Regions from separate parts of the Mus musculus genome. Here region 2 is linked to region 1. Evidence: chromatin contacts called from public Hi-C data. All regions are on one chromosome and are shown on one strand. The core of a region is the stretch at or near the end of the contact, and the rest is flanking DNA. Distances in the headings are between cores, read along the strand shown.

Region 1 (7,012 bases), core at 779-3,278:
AGCAACAACAAAAACAACAAGAAGAAAAATCTACCTTTTTTTTTCTAATCAAAATAATTTCATAAGAAGAGAGTTAAAAAGTAAAAAAAAAAAAAGAAAGAAAAAAAATCTACTTGCGAAGTGCATGCTCGAATGTGTGGTGGAGGTCTAAACATCTTCTATTGTGTTATACCTGTACTGGGCAGACATTGCCTTCAGGGGTCAAAGATGAAGAAACCAAGCATAAGGACATCTAGGCTTCAGGATCCTAGCTATAAAAACTGCTAAAATAAGACTGACGGGTATATGGTGACTAACTTTTGATTTTGTCAATTGCGACTTCCTCTTCTGGGGGCTGACCAGTTAGCATCATTGCTTGCAACAACAGAAAAAAAATCATAAGAGACCTGCGTTTTAAATAATGAGAGTTAGTCCCTGGACATACGTAGCAGATGTGCAGCTTCGTCGTGATGCAGGTCCCCCAACAACTGGAATGGGGGCTGCCCCTGAATCTGTTACCTGCCTATGGATCCTGTCTGTTCCCCTAACTGGGCTGCCTTGTCTAGGATGCACCTAGTCTTGCAGTGACTTGATGAGTTGGGGGGTGAGGGGTAACTCTGGAGGGCTCCCCATTTTCAGAGGAGGAGTGGAGGGGGTGGGAGGAGGACTAGGAGGAGAGGGATGTAAAGCAAATATAATAATGATGATAATGATAATGATAATAATAATAGAATAAGGAGAGTCCATTGAATTACATGTATTTTTCTCACACCCCAAGATCATTTTCATCCTGTTCCCCCACCACACACACACACACACACACACACACACACACACACAATTTTAGGGAGTTTGCTCTTGGCTTTCTTCAAGCTCAAGAGAGTATAGAGTGGTGGGAAATTATATTTACGAACTTTTCTGTCACCAAACAGTTAAGTACAACTGTTCATAGGAAGAGTGAAGTGGGCACAGCCAGCACACTGGACTCCGGAGGACATTCCTGGGGCTTGACTGCAGTAATACACTTAGAGCAGGCCAGAGAGAGTCTGATAGAAATAGCACTAGCCCCGAGGCCCAACCCCATGGGAGCTCCACCATGCACCTCACATGAGAAGTCAACCAAACAAACCAATCAACTCCAGGAACAACAAGGCAGCGATGCAGACGGGATTGGCAAAGGTCTGCAGTAAGTCCAGGGCCACAACATGCAGGTGGCTACAAGAACAGAAAGAGTGATGGCTTCTCCTCCCTTGTCACTTGGGTCATCTTCAGGCTCTTCAGGTCCCTCATCATTAAAGCTGATGATTCTTTTCACACCATCTAGCTACTGGCTGCTTGTGAATGACTCCTGGCTAGGAGGGACCTGGCTGGGTTCACTAGATGCCCAGAAGCTATGCTAGAGCGCACGTGTATGAATGCCACAGGCCTTACCTTACTAGGAGGTGGTCCATGGTCATCCAAGTAAGTGGAATTTCCTAGGGGGGAAAAGAAGAACATTGAGTGTTAAACATTTTAGCCCCCAAAATAAGCTAGTGCAAAACTGTCAAAAAAGGGAGGTGGGAGGAGGTGGGGGGAAAGTGTCCTAGATATATTTCTATTCAGACAGATGTTACACATCTGGTTAGTTTGGGCGGGGACACACATGGGTATTCAGGCACACAAACATTCACAGGCAGAAGCACACATCCAATACCTGCTGAATTTATTTTGGACCACTGGGTCTTAAACTTGGTGAGCATCCATTCCCTGCTGGACTTGTTATCACACTGACTGCCCAGCCCACTCCCAAAGTCCAGTTTCAGTAGCTCTGCAAATGTGCTTTTGTTCTGGGGAATCAAGTGGTGCAGGTGCCGCCAAGAACCAGGCTTTGTAGACCAGGCACTGTTTCTCCAGTTTGCCTTGAATTGCCAACTTCCCTTCATCTTCTCAGCTTAGCTTGAATGGGATTAATAGCCACCTGCTGGTGTGTTTTCATAGTACATGGTTATTGCTTCCTAATGAGTACAAAAGATTCAGAGGGCTGAGAGATGACTCAGTCGGGAGCTTGTTGGCCGCTCAGAAATGAGAGCCTGTGTTTGGATCCCTACCCCCTCTTAAAACTCCAGGCATGTGGTAACAGCCTGCAACCTCAGTGCTGGCAGGGTGGAGATAGGCAGATCCCAGGGGCTCACTGGCTGGCCAGTCTACTAGAACAGAGAGATCTAGGTTCACAGAGAGACCCGGTCTCCATAAAGGTGGAGAACTCTTTAAACAAGACATCTTAATGTAGACCATATGTGCCTATGTTGATGACACGTGTGCACACACAGAACTAAAAAAGACTGGAAAGCTTGGCTAAGTGTTTTTATTTATAAATACTGCTTTAGTAGGTTCAAGTTTCAGAGGTGGGTTAGAACTGCTCCCATTTCCAAGAAGAGAAAACAGAGACCTAGAGGACTCCAATCACTTGCTTATGACAATATAGCTATTTGCACTGCAGACAGGATGGAAGATTTGAGTTTTCTAGAGTGTGTGTGGACATCTGCTCATTTGAACAGCCAAGTATCTTGCTATCTTGACTGGTTTGTAGCCTGGGCACTGCACATGTTGCTACTTGGCGACACTGGACCATATAAAAACATCTACTTGGAAGCTCCTAGCCAACTGGGGTACTCATTAACCCAGGGAAATCTCCACCTGCAAAGCAGGACAATGGGATTTGAAATGGGAAGCAATGCAGAAGAAACCAGGAGCGCAAGCTACTTATAAATAATAGATCAGGGAATGTGATAAACATCCTACTTTGAGTAGATGAAAGGTGCTTTTGACAGGGCACCATAAAAATAACTTAGAAAACTGGAATTAAAAGGGGGAGCAGAGTTTTAAGCCAGGGACAATTCAACTGGGGATAGTTTTCCAAAAGCAATAAATAAGTGGGGTTTGGCATACAGATTTTTCCACTCTGAGTCATTATCTGTCTCTTTTGCTTTGTAGTCCTCTGATTTAAAACCCACCTCATGTCCACAGCGGCTGTACTCTAGTTGGCCATGTGTGTATATTAAGCAGACAGCAAGGTCTACTTTAAACTACAAGGCATTTAAACACAAATGCCTGCCATGCACAGCACAAGGTAGGAGGAACCCTTTTAATGTGAGCACGAGGGACAGTTTGTTAGAGGCTTATTACTGTGCTAACTTCCACCAGGCACACATACCAGGAGGAAGATCAACATCAGACTCAATAAGATAGTATGTCTAAACACAGTTACCTATGTCTAGAAGAGTGTTCAGGAATAGCCTATAATAATGCAAGCAGTATAGTTGTTCATTGTAGGAATGTGTCTTTCCCCTGGAGAATGTGACAAATCTCACCACACTCCATTCACTATGTTCTCCAGGTACCCTGCTCAAAAATCAAGGATGGCATCAACAACAAAATGTTCCTAAAATTCTAAAACACTATTGATATATATAGCTCAAGGCCTAGAGGTTCTGATGAGTATGCCAGATGTCCCTAGACCTTGGACAGAAATGGTGTCCCTAGACCTTGGACAGAAATGGTTAAGCTAATCCCAGCATGCACTTGTTTTCCCAGCATCCTCTTCTGTTTAGTCACCATTTCCAGAACACTTCTGAAACCACAGAAAGACCTAGTGCCAAATAAGAATAAAGTTTCTATCTTGACCTTTAGATGATATAATACCTTTGACCAAGGGCTTACTATTTGCCAAGCACTTTAAGTAATTCTCTTTAAAGATTTATTTTATTTGTATCTATGTGTTTGTTATGAGTATAAGTGCATGCGTGTGAGTTCTCTTGGAGGACAGAAGAGGATACTGGATGCCCTCTATAGCTAGACTTATAGATAGTTGTGAACTGCCCAGTGTGGGTGTTGGGAAACCAATTTGGGTTCTATATAAGAACAGCCAACATTCTTAAGTGTTGAGCCATCCAATCAGTCCCTACAGGCTTTGAAAAGATGGTTGTCCCTAAAAAGAGACCTTATAAAGTGACCCAGGCTTCTCTGCTAGGCTATACAGCCAGCAAACACAGCAGACACCAGGCCCTCACAGTCTGACTACTGTTGCTACACCCCACTCACAGGATGCACCACATCTTAGCATTTATTATCTTCTTATCTTTCTCCTCCTTTTTTTTCTTCCCTCCCTCCCTTCATTACAGAAGACTTTCAAAACCAGATAGTGTTCTGAAGGAATGAGTCAACTTTAGTTAACCCTTCTCTCAGCACACAGGAATGGAACAGGGTTCATCCCAGCTGGCGCTTGACCATGAGTCCATAATTACGTTAGCAGATCATTACACATGCCTTTCCTTGGCTTATCAGAACCCAGAAGCACCAAATGCTTTTCACCAGCAACACAGGTTCAGGTAGGGGTGGCTACAGGGAGACAGGTATTTCTGTGGTATGCACAGCCAACTCTTAAGATGTGACTGTAATTTCTTGGTACTTACATGGAGGTATTTTTTTTAATCTAGGATATTAAGTTTGCATATGGCAAGGTAAACACAATTGCCAGGTATTTGAAAAAGCAGCAGATTAACTTGTTCACTACAGACATCAAGGGGCGGGCTGTTATCAAAATGTTTTGCCCAGAACAGGCTCCCAGGTAACAAAGCTGCTCGGCCTTGCAGATGATTATGCCTAGTCCTAATTTTTAGAGAGTTGTCAATGCAAGTCCTTGCGGCCTTTGGGCCTGGAGCTGAATTCTGGACAGGTTAAAGAAGAGAGGAAGGCTAAGTACGACATGCTTGCTTGACACCACATTCATGGGCCTCTCTCTAAATCCCACCGTACACTTGCCAACTTCAGGATGGAGTCATCTCTGAAAGCCCATAAGAGAAACCTTGCAAATGGGTTCCCTCTCAGTATGTGGGAGTTACAGCTTAAACGGTCAGCTGAGCTCATTACCCCCAGAGTCTCCCGTGCCCTGTGTTATCAGGGTTTCTCTCCTTATAAACTCTTTTCAGCAATGATTAATTTTAGAACACTTGGGTGAGGGCTGACACTGGGAACCAGGAGGGCAAGGATCTGGACTCGTGGCTGTTTGCTATGTTATCCCAATGCTATCACCACCAGTGATGAGAGCCATGGTGATCTCTATTGGCAGAACTAACAGGCTAATCACAAGAGGGCCACTGACACTTGATATGAAAAGATGATATGAGGCTTGATATAGAAGATCAGATATATGCAGTGAGCAGATTAAACATTCTTTTGTAGCAGGGTGTAATGTCAAAAGAATATCATTCTACTCAGATGGCAATACTCTACATCCTCAAAGGTTTCCTCAGTGTGCGCCTGCAAACAAAAGAAGCTCGCGCCTTATAAGGAAAACATGAGGTTATTGCTGTCCTATGGAAACCCTGAGAACAATGTCTGCATACAGTCGGCACCTAATATGTCTTCACTAGCAATACTAATTGCCTTTCTAGGGCAGGAGCCGTCTCAGTGCATCCCCATCTTCTCAGGTCTGCCATCCCTTGCTGCACACTCCACTTGCTCACAGAGGTTTGAAGGACCGAGATGCGATGCCAGGCTCCAGCCGTTGCAGCTCTGATTTAATTATTCTGGAAAAAGTCCCAGGCCGTTGGTATTCTTAAAAAAGTTCCTTAGGTAATTCTAATGTCTAGCCAGGCCTGAGAACCACTGAGCTATAACACAAATAATATATTTTATAACTCAGGCCAAATCCAATTTTCTAGACGCAAAAAAGGATGGTATCCTTTCCAGGCTCATCTTAATCAGGGGTCACCTTCATCATGGTGAGGAGTGATTTCAGCACAAGTGTCAACTCCAAGGGGGACGCTGACCAAACAAGCATAGGTAACAGTTGCTTCAGAGGTTATAAAGAAAATATAAAGAGGTTGGCAGGCTACCGGCTTCCTGAAAAGTGATCAGCAAAGGTCACCTTGAAGCTCACTCTAAACCCTTCCCAGACTCTAAAATTCCTTTCAAGAGTACCCCACAATACACAGGTACTGTAAATAGTATGTGGCTCTTCAAAACTCTGTGCTCAGGTTCAATGAGAAAGTAAGTGGATAAATCTACCATCTGCCTGGAGATTTCTAGCCTCGGGGTAACTTAACCAACCATGGTCCTGGAGACACTCAAATATGATCTTCACACTTATTTTATCTATCTGTGAGACCTTGAAAGCAAGAAGTTCCCTAAGAAATCTAAAGCAAAGACACTCTCTGGTGGTAGCCCAAAGAGCCAGCTCCTGTTCACTTGTGTCTGATGGAGTGGAAGTGAATGAACTTTGTCAGTAAAGCCACATGCCATACCTGTGAGGTCTGCACTAAAGACCAACGCAGCCATATAATGAAGCTGTCAGTGGGCTAGAGAGATGGCTTAGTCTGTAAAGGCTAGGTTTACAATCAAAACATCAGATTTGACAACCCAATGGAGACCCAAATGCTGCATCAACTACTATGTAGTTTAAATAGTGACAGTTGCTCTTCTGTTAGAGGAAAAATAGAAAGAAAGTGGCAGAAGGATGCTGTAATGCCTCCAACAAGATGGCATAACACCTCCAATAAGATGGCCGTATCAGAACTATGGAGTGACAGACACAGGAGAAAGCAGAGCTACAGGTCCACAGCCAAGGGCCCTGGTTCCCAGCCCAGCTCTGCTCTTCAGTTCAGTGTCCTGGCAACAGCACCTTGTTGTTAGTGTTGGTTGAGAAAATAATGCTCCTATTTGGTAAAACAAAGACCTTAAGCCACTGTTAGGAAAATTAAATAATATTAAATGTAGATATACATTTCAAATTAAATTCAAAATTACATCTTTTAGGTATGCAAAACACAGAGCTTTCTGGTCCATGGCAAAACAGGAGGCACCTGGGGAGCACGGTTAGCAACTGGGTCACTGTCCTACCGGTGTGTGTCTATTTGTCACCAGTGCTACTCTGAAAGACTTTATAAAAGTTAGTTTGGAAATTCCCAAATCATACTTGTGAAGTGGTGAACTGGTGATACACTGTTTTGTTTTGTTTTTTAAGGACGATTGTGGTTAATTAAGAAATAATGCA
Region 2 (7,120 bases), core at 4,223-6,722, 130 kb after region 1:
CTAATTTCCCTCCCCCAACTTCTTCCTCTTTCAAATTTATTGCAGCAGAAAGTTCACTTTAGAAGAACTAGAATAGACAACTTGTAGACTGGGAGAAGCCCAGACAGGAACCTAGCATAATCACTATCAGAGAGGCCCCAATTAGCAACTGATGAAAACAGATGCAGAGACCCACAGCCAGGCATTGGGTGGAGCTCAGGGAATCCTGCTGAAGAAGGGACAGAAGGATTGTAGGAGCCAGAGGTATCAAGGACACCACAAGAAAACCCACAGGATCAGCCGACCTGGACTCAAGGGAGCTAACTGAGACTGAGCAGAGATGAGGGAACTCGCACGGGTGTAACCGGGTTATAGTTGTGTAGCTTGGTGGTTTGTGGGACAGAGGGAGCAGGAGCTGTTTCTGAAACTTCTGCCTGTTTGGGGGGCCCTTGTCCTCCTACTGAGTTGTCTTGTCCAGTCTTAGTCTGGGGGATGTGCCTAGTCTTACTGCAACTTGATATGCAGTGTCTGGTTGATTTCTCTAGGAGGCCTGCCCTTTTCCAAAGGGAAATGGAGGAGGAATGGATGGTGATAGGGGAGGGACTTGGAGGAGAGGAGGGAGGGGAAATTGCAGTCAGGCTATAATATATGAGAGAACAAATTAATTTTTAAAAGGAGGAGAAACAGGAGGAGGACACAGAGGCGAGCAGCAGCAGCAACAGCAGAAGGAACAACAACAAAGCGCCCATCTACTTCCCAAACTGGCTGGAAGAAAGAATCTGTTGACCCTGATTCCTCACTGCACAGAAGGGAAGGCACTCTGTCTCCTGTCTCTTCTGGCCCCACACCCTGCTTTCTGGCTGCCCCACTTTGCTTCCCCACCTCCATGCCTCTCATAATCTCAAGAAGTCTAAAGCCAGGTGAGACAGCAGCTGCTAGCTGCCTGTCTCCACCTCCACTCTGAAACAATGGGCTGTAAGCAGTAGAGCAATTGCATTTACAGTCACTTGAAATTAAAAATGAAACCATGGTTATGACCTTGAAACATCTTTATAAATCTGTTCCCCTTCCACCTCCCTTCCTCTCAGATAACCTCAATGGCTCCTGAAGGCAATGGTTTACTGTAGAACAATAGGTTTTCAGGCTTCAGCCAGCCATGGCAAGATTACCTGAAGTCTTGCTAAAGGGCAGCTTGCTGTGCCCAGGCCCAGGTTCATTCAGGTCTATGAGTCTTGAGAATCTGAATATGTAACGAATTCCCTAGGAACGCTGGTGTTGCAGGTCCAATGACCCACACTTAGAACCAGAAGCCTACACACAAAACTGTTAGGGAGAGACCCAAGAGCCACAGCTCACTGTCCCTCACTCTGGCTGTTATGCTGTCAGTGAGGGTCCAGTTTTGATCAGAGATGGCATGACTGCCATTAATGCTATCATGGCATAAATTTGAGACATTCCCCAAAAGCTCCCATGTTTGAATCTCTCCAGCTGAGGATGTTGTTTGGGGAGGTTATAGAACTCTTGGATATGAGGCCTAGCTGGCAAATTCAAGTCACTCGGGGGCAGGTCTTTGAGGAGTGATAGCCAGGTCTTACTTTGGTTCCCAAACACTTGATGGCCCCCACCCCAACCAACTGAAACCATGAACTAAAATCAAGTCCCCACCCTCCAGTTGCTGGTGATAAGAATGCAAGTGAACAGAAATACAAAGATAAGAGGCAGAGCAGACCTGTTGCTTCAAGTCTTCCCTTCTTGGAAGGCCTCACAAGAAACTCACAGTTAAAGAATCAAGAAAGGGAAAGTGAGATTGTGTGCATAGATCTGAAGATCATTTGGCCACTCAGCTGGTGAGATTCCCCTGGCTCCTCTTTCCATACTTGCATTTCCTCTCTTAAGCACCCAGTGCCCAGGGTGCTTTTCACTGGGCACTGCAGTCAGACAGCCCTGGAGGGAGCTCCTGCTTTCCTTCTGTATGCCCTGCCCATGTTAAGCAGCTTTCTGTATGCCCTTCCCGTGTTATCAGCCTTCTGTCAAGTGTTATTTTGGCTCACAGTTTCAGAGCTATTGATCCATAACTGACTGTTGCCCATTGCATTGGGCCCGTGGTGACCTAGCATATCGTACAGGGAGAGGAAGAGACCTGCACTCACCGACCCTCACCAGTGACCTGACCTAAAACATCCCCATTAGGCCCTGACTCTTAAAGTTTCCACTCCCTTTCAGTAGCACAGAGCCAAGGATGAGTGGAAAGTTTCACTTGTCGAGAGGCTCTTGATGGCCATTCCAGATCCAATACCCCATTAATTTTTACCCTTCCATCTTTCTATATAAAACTGGGACAACCAATACAAGCTATGAATCATGCTATCTAGGGGTCAGCTTTCATGCCCATGCATGTACACTGCTAATGTTCACTATCATCATGAATACCTGTGACATTTTACTTTTCTCCCATGAGAACATTCAACACATTATATACTACTCTACATACCTGGTAAACTGGGTGCAGTCAGTCATTAACCCGAGCAATAGCGGTCAAGTAACTCTGACAGGAAACGTGTAAGATGGCCCAAATACTAAAAGTATATTCTGTAAAGAACATGTTTAATACAATATTTTGATCTAGAAATATTGGACACTTACATTTGAGAAAAATAGGATTTTAATTAACAATATATTCTGTGTGGTTACGGTCTAAAATATAGAGAAGGATCACTGGCAAGCAAGTCTGCAAATAGCTTGCTTGGGCTGATATAATTAAGGACATATTTTAGACCACTCTAAAGACCACCTTCCCTGAAAACCATTATTTTATGTATGTGAGCAAACAACAGGAAGAGACCTGCAGGAGTCTCCTGTTTTCAGTTCACAAAGATGACATGTCTAACCCACCTCGCACATCCATCAGAAAAGTAATGGTCAGTTAGTAAAGACAACGGCAGCCCTCAGTGCCCAGCTCTGCCTGCCAGCTCTCTCTTCCACCAGCTGATCCCATATTCATCAGGTCTCGCATACCAGAACAGAGACTCACATAATAAAACAGGTGACTACCAAAGACCCTGAACTTTCTCGATTCTATCCTTCAAACACCCTTGCTTCTCAGCACACCTGTGTTTCCCTTTTCACATAAAGGGTAAGAGAACCACAAAACTGTAAGAGCCCCTAATTACACCATGAAGAGCCAAAGCTGTAAAGCTGGAGCTCAAAGGAAAGCACTCCTAGGATAGAATGGGTCTTCCAGCCCCACCCAGCACAGTTCCCTCCATGCAGCAGACCGCCACACTTAACTTAAAAGGAACTTTTGGTGATGGGTGACACACAATCAGATTCTATGGAAGAACAGCCCTGAGCTTCATCACTTCCCAATACTAGTGGGCACTAGATCCTGATAGTGACGGTGACGTTACCAGGAGCAAGAGCAGGTGTCTGAAAGCACGGAAGATAAGACTCAAGACCCAGAAGGCAGAATGGCAGAGAATGAAGAGGTTACACTCACCAATAAAAAGGGCTTATTAACCCAAAACCATAAAGCCACATGCTAAGAATTGTGCTTCGGAAATTTGACCGAGGCAATATTTTTCTTTAATCTTCCGTATCAGTTCTTGTGAAGTCACAGTATCCCCAATGTTTTTACTGAAATGAGATTTTAACTCTTAAAAATCCGAGCTTCTGTCCCTGGAAGCAATGCAATTTTATCAGTTTACACTACTCCCAAACACCCTTTGTTGGTGTGGTTTTGTGGTTTTCTTGTTTTTCCTTCCAAACAGGCCTGCTGTTACTAGACCTGAGACTTCTGTGAGACCTCTTTCTTTTTCAGCCACGAACCAAAAGGGAAGGGACCTTTGAGGTAACTGTATGAGTCTTGGGCAGCCCATTCTGGTCCCAGCACTTTGATGGAGTCTCCACCTGAACTGACTCTGGACCTGCAGATGACCACGGTAGGTTCTTCCACTCAAACCACCTCAGAGACAACCCCCGCACGACCTCTCCTGGCCACAGAAGTCAAGGAATTTACACCCTCCCTCAGCCAAGGCACAGGAGCCAGCATCATCCCTGGGACCTGAGCGAGTGCTGGCCAAGCCTTGGCACTCAGAATCATGGATGAGAGAGCAGCGAGGTCATACCTCACTGAAATCTGTTTTCTTGGGTTCCAACCTCTTCCTTTTTCAGCCACGAACCAAAAAGAAAAAAAAAAAAGTTGACTTAAGACACATACGGGGCGGAATTTCGAAGGCGGCACAGTTGACTGGCACCTAGAAACAGCCCCAATTTCTCCCGCACTCTCGCTGCAGTCCGCGGGGTGCGCAGGTGCTGCCAAGGAACAAACCAACCTAGGGAAAGACTGGAATCACCTGGGCCAACTCACAAACGGGGGACCCAGTGGATAGAATATCTAAAAGTGACTGGAAAGCGGGGTTAAACCAGCCCACACAACTCAGAAGGGAAAAGCCAGACGGGACAGGATTGTAAGTTGTTAACCACATCCTAGAGAGGACTGTGCACGCACCGCCAGGCCAGCATACACACAAATATTCACAAACATGCACATGTCTATTCTGCCCCAGTTGGAGTGGCGATTCGGGGACAGGTACGTGGTGTCCGGGCTTGGGACACCTGCCCGGAGTCCCCCGTCGCTGCGGGCAGCCCAGAGTACTGTAGGAAGCAGGCGCTCCCAGCTGCCTCACTGAGGGATGCTCAGTGGCATCCCACCTGGGGAGCCTCGGGGACCGTGGTGGCCGTGACAGCTTTAGATGTTCCCCGCTTATCACCCTTTCCCCGAGTGCCCAACTTTGCGGGGCTGGCGCAGCCCTTCCCTACCCAAATACTGCCGCAGGTCGAGCAGGAAGCGAGGGGGTCCCCCGCTGAGCTGGTAGAAGAGGGAGCCCAGGCAGAAGACCAGCAGGGTAGCCATGCAGAAACCGTAGTCCCGGAGGGAGAAGCGCAGGAAAGGCAGCAGCGGGATCCGGCGCTTGCAGCTGCCCAGGCACGGAGGGGCGCCCCCCACAGGGGCCCCATGGGGCCAGGGATCCGTGCCGCCGCCGGGATGCTGCTGCTGCTTCTTCTTCATCGCCGGCTCCGCCGCCTCGAACAGCCCGCCCCGGCCAGGAAGAGGTCACCCATCCGCCGCCAGCCGGAGCGCCTAGCCGGCTGTCTGCACATGGAGAGGGACGCGCTGAGGGCAGCCGGGTGGGGGCGGGGAGGGGCCGAAGTTGCCGGGCTCAGGGTACTCTGCTCGTCTTGGTCCCCACCGCTCGCTGCGGCCCCAAAGGGCCCAAAATGTCCCGGGCCCCGCCGTGGGGGTGGCGATCGCAACCCACGCCTGGTCGCGCGTCCTGCTAGCAGCCCCGCGTCCCGTAGCAGCCCTGCGCCCCAAGTCCCGCCGCGCCCCGGGCTCGCTCCCGGCTCGCCTCCAGCGCCAGCGTGGACCCCCCGGGCTTTGTGTGGGTCGCGGGCGGTGTGTTTGGTCCCAGTTCAGGCTCGGCTAGCTCAAGGCAGGGAGGATCGGGAGGCGGACACCACCCTCTCGCTCCACCTCCTTGACAGGGGCTTCCCTCCCTCCTCGCCTCTCCTCCCCTCCCCTTTCTCTCTGGCGCGAGACGGCCCGCTCTCCTCCCTCCCCGGCCCTCCCTTCCCTCTCCAACCCTGGGCTCGACGCTGGACTCGGTGTCACATTACGGCTTCTGCTGGGGCGGGCAGGGAGGGAGGAGGGGGCCGAGGATCAGCAACAAGGAAGAAAGTTTTTGGGTGCGTGGATTTTTTTTTTTTCCTCCTCCATTCTCTACAATCTGGTCTCGGTTCCTGCGCTACCAGCGACCTCTTGGGGCCCGCTGACTTCCCTCTCGTAAACAGTCGCCTTGGAGGATTTGACTACGTTTGTCTTTTCATTTGGGGAACTTGATTCTCTTTCTATATCCCAAGCGACCCACCTACCAAAAGCCGATATAAAATGTGCTGGGATATGGGTTCAAGACCTAGCCGGGACGGTAAAAGGCAAGAGGTGGGTGGTTTCGGCAGAGCCAGGCATAGCTCACGCCCTTGGCTCAGAATCAGAGGGCGCTTTTTTCTTGCCCTCCCTCGTCTTACAAGCACTCCACTGAAAACAAGGGTACTCCACTGACTGGAGGAAGACCTTACAGCAGATATAAAAGGAGAAGGCTCTGTGCCTTCACAGACCTGTTTCACCATCTCTCTTCCCACCGCTGGGAAGTTTCTAGAACTGAAAGAGCCCACGGAGCTTCCCAGAGACCTATCCGAGAACAGGGCTGCTCTATCAAACACACTTAATCGTTTTTGTTTTTACAAATCACCAGATACACAAGTGATATGGCCTAAGAGTTACATTGTGATTCCAGTGTCCTAGATTGTTTTTCTGTTGCTGTGATAAACATCATGACCCAAAATAACATGGAGGAAAAAAAGAATTTGTTTGGCTTACCAGTTACAGTCCATTGTGGAGGGAAGGTGAGGCAGGAGGAACCTAGAGACAGGAACTGGAGCAGAAACTGGAGAAATGTGCTTACGCGGGTTCTAGGTTCACCTTCCGCCGTCTTTCTTGTACTGTCCAGGGCCACCTGCTTAGGAACGGCTCTCTGCCTGCTGTGGCCTGGCCCCCCTACATCAATTAGCAATCAAGAAAATGCTCCCCAGACAGGAGCAAAAAAACAATCTGTTGGAGACAGTTCTCCAATAATGTTTTTCTTTTCCAAGCTGAGTTAAGTTGGAAACAGAAGTGACATTTAGTGACATAAGCAGGTAGGTAGGACTGTGAACAAGACAGATATATTAACCACTGCAGCATGACACTGGGCAGATTTCTTCATGGTTTCCCTGGGATTAGAAAACAGCATTTAGCTCAGGCCACACAATTCCGATGCCTCTCAACTCTGATCCCCAAATCATTCTAAATAGTCCAGTAATCAGGAGATGTGGGGCAGTTAAGAGCCTCATAGCTCCACGACTGTTCTCCTGAAAACTTTTAAAACATTATCCATCCAGAGATTATTCCACAGAAAATTGAGAAATGGGATCCTGGGAGCAAGAATTCACAATTAGAGGACAGAATGCATGATGGTTAGTTTTAAAAGTCACATGTCACAACCTAGAATCACGGGATAGAATGTCAATTAAAGACTTGCCTACA

What was found. A called contact is a pair of places that touch in the nucleus more often than the background predicts.
Region 2: a contact with region 1 is called in a Hi-C map of uterus, with 4 times the contacts expected there. The contact joins the promoter of Ust here to the enhancer-like site in region 1. A contact is called at or near these places in 3 of 15 datasets of contacts at CTCF or cohesin (CD8 T cells and the NIH/3T3 cell line), 12 of 484 Hi-C or Micro-C datasets (the C2C12 cell line, adipose-derived mesenchymal stem cells, conventional dendritic cells and 4 more), 9 of 115 datasets of contacts at active chromatin or transcription factors (CD8 T cells, the NIH/3T3 cell line, SST interneurons and 6 more) and 3 of 9 other capture datasets (adipose tissue, embryonic stem cells and pancreatic islet).

The regions. Positions count from the first base shown.
Region 1 is chr10:8,389,478-8,396,489 of GRCm38.p6, forward strand. It overlaps Ust (uronyl-2-sulfotransferase), which reads right to left. Exons shown (of 8, transcript NM_177387.3): 2 at 1,411-1,454. Among named protein-coding and RNA genes, the nearest start is that of Ust, 130 kb to the right of the region's middle. Within about 2 kb of position 2,029, at least 33 of the 459 cell types and tissues checked have an H3K27ac peak or open chromatin away from gene starts, as enhancers often do. A contact at or near this core is called in the NIH/3T3 cell line, adipose tissue, adipose-derived mesenchymal stem cells and 3 more, where this site is marked.
Region 2 is chr10:8,513,353-8,520,472 of GRCm38.p6, forward strand. It overlaps Ust (uronyl-2-sulfotransferase), which reads right to left and starts at 5,473. Exons shown (of 8, transcript NM_177387.3): 1 at 4,798-5,473. The coding sequence starts at 5,047.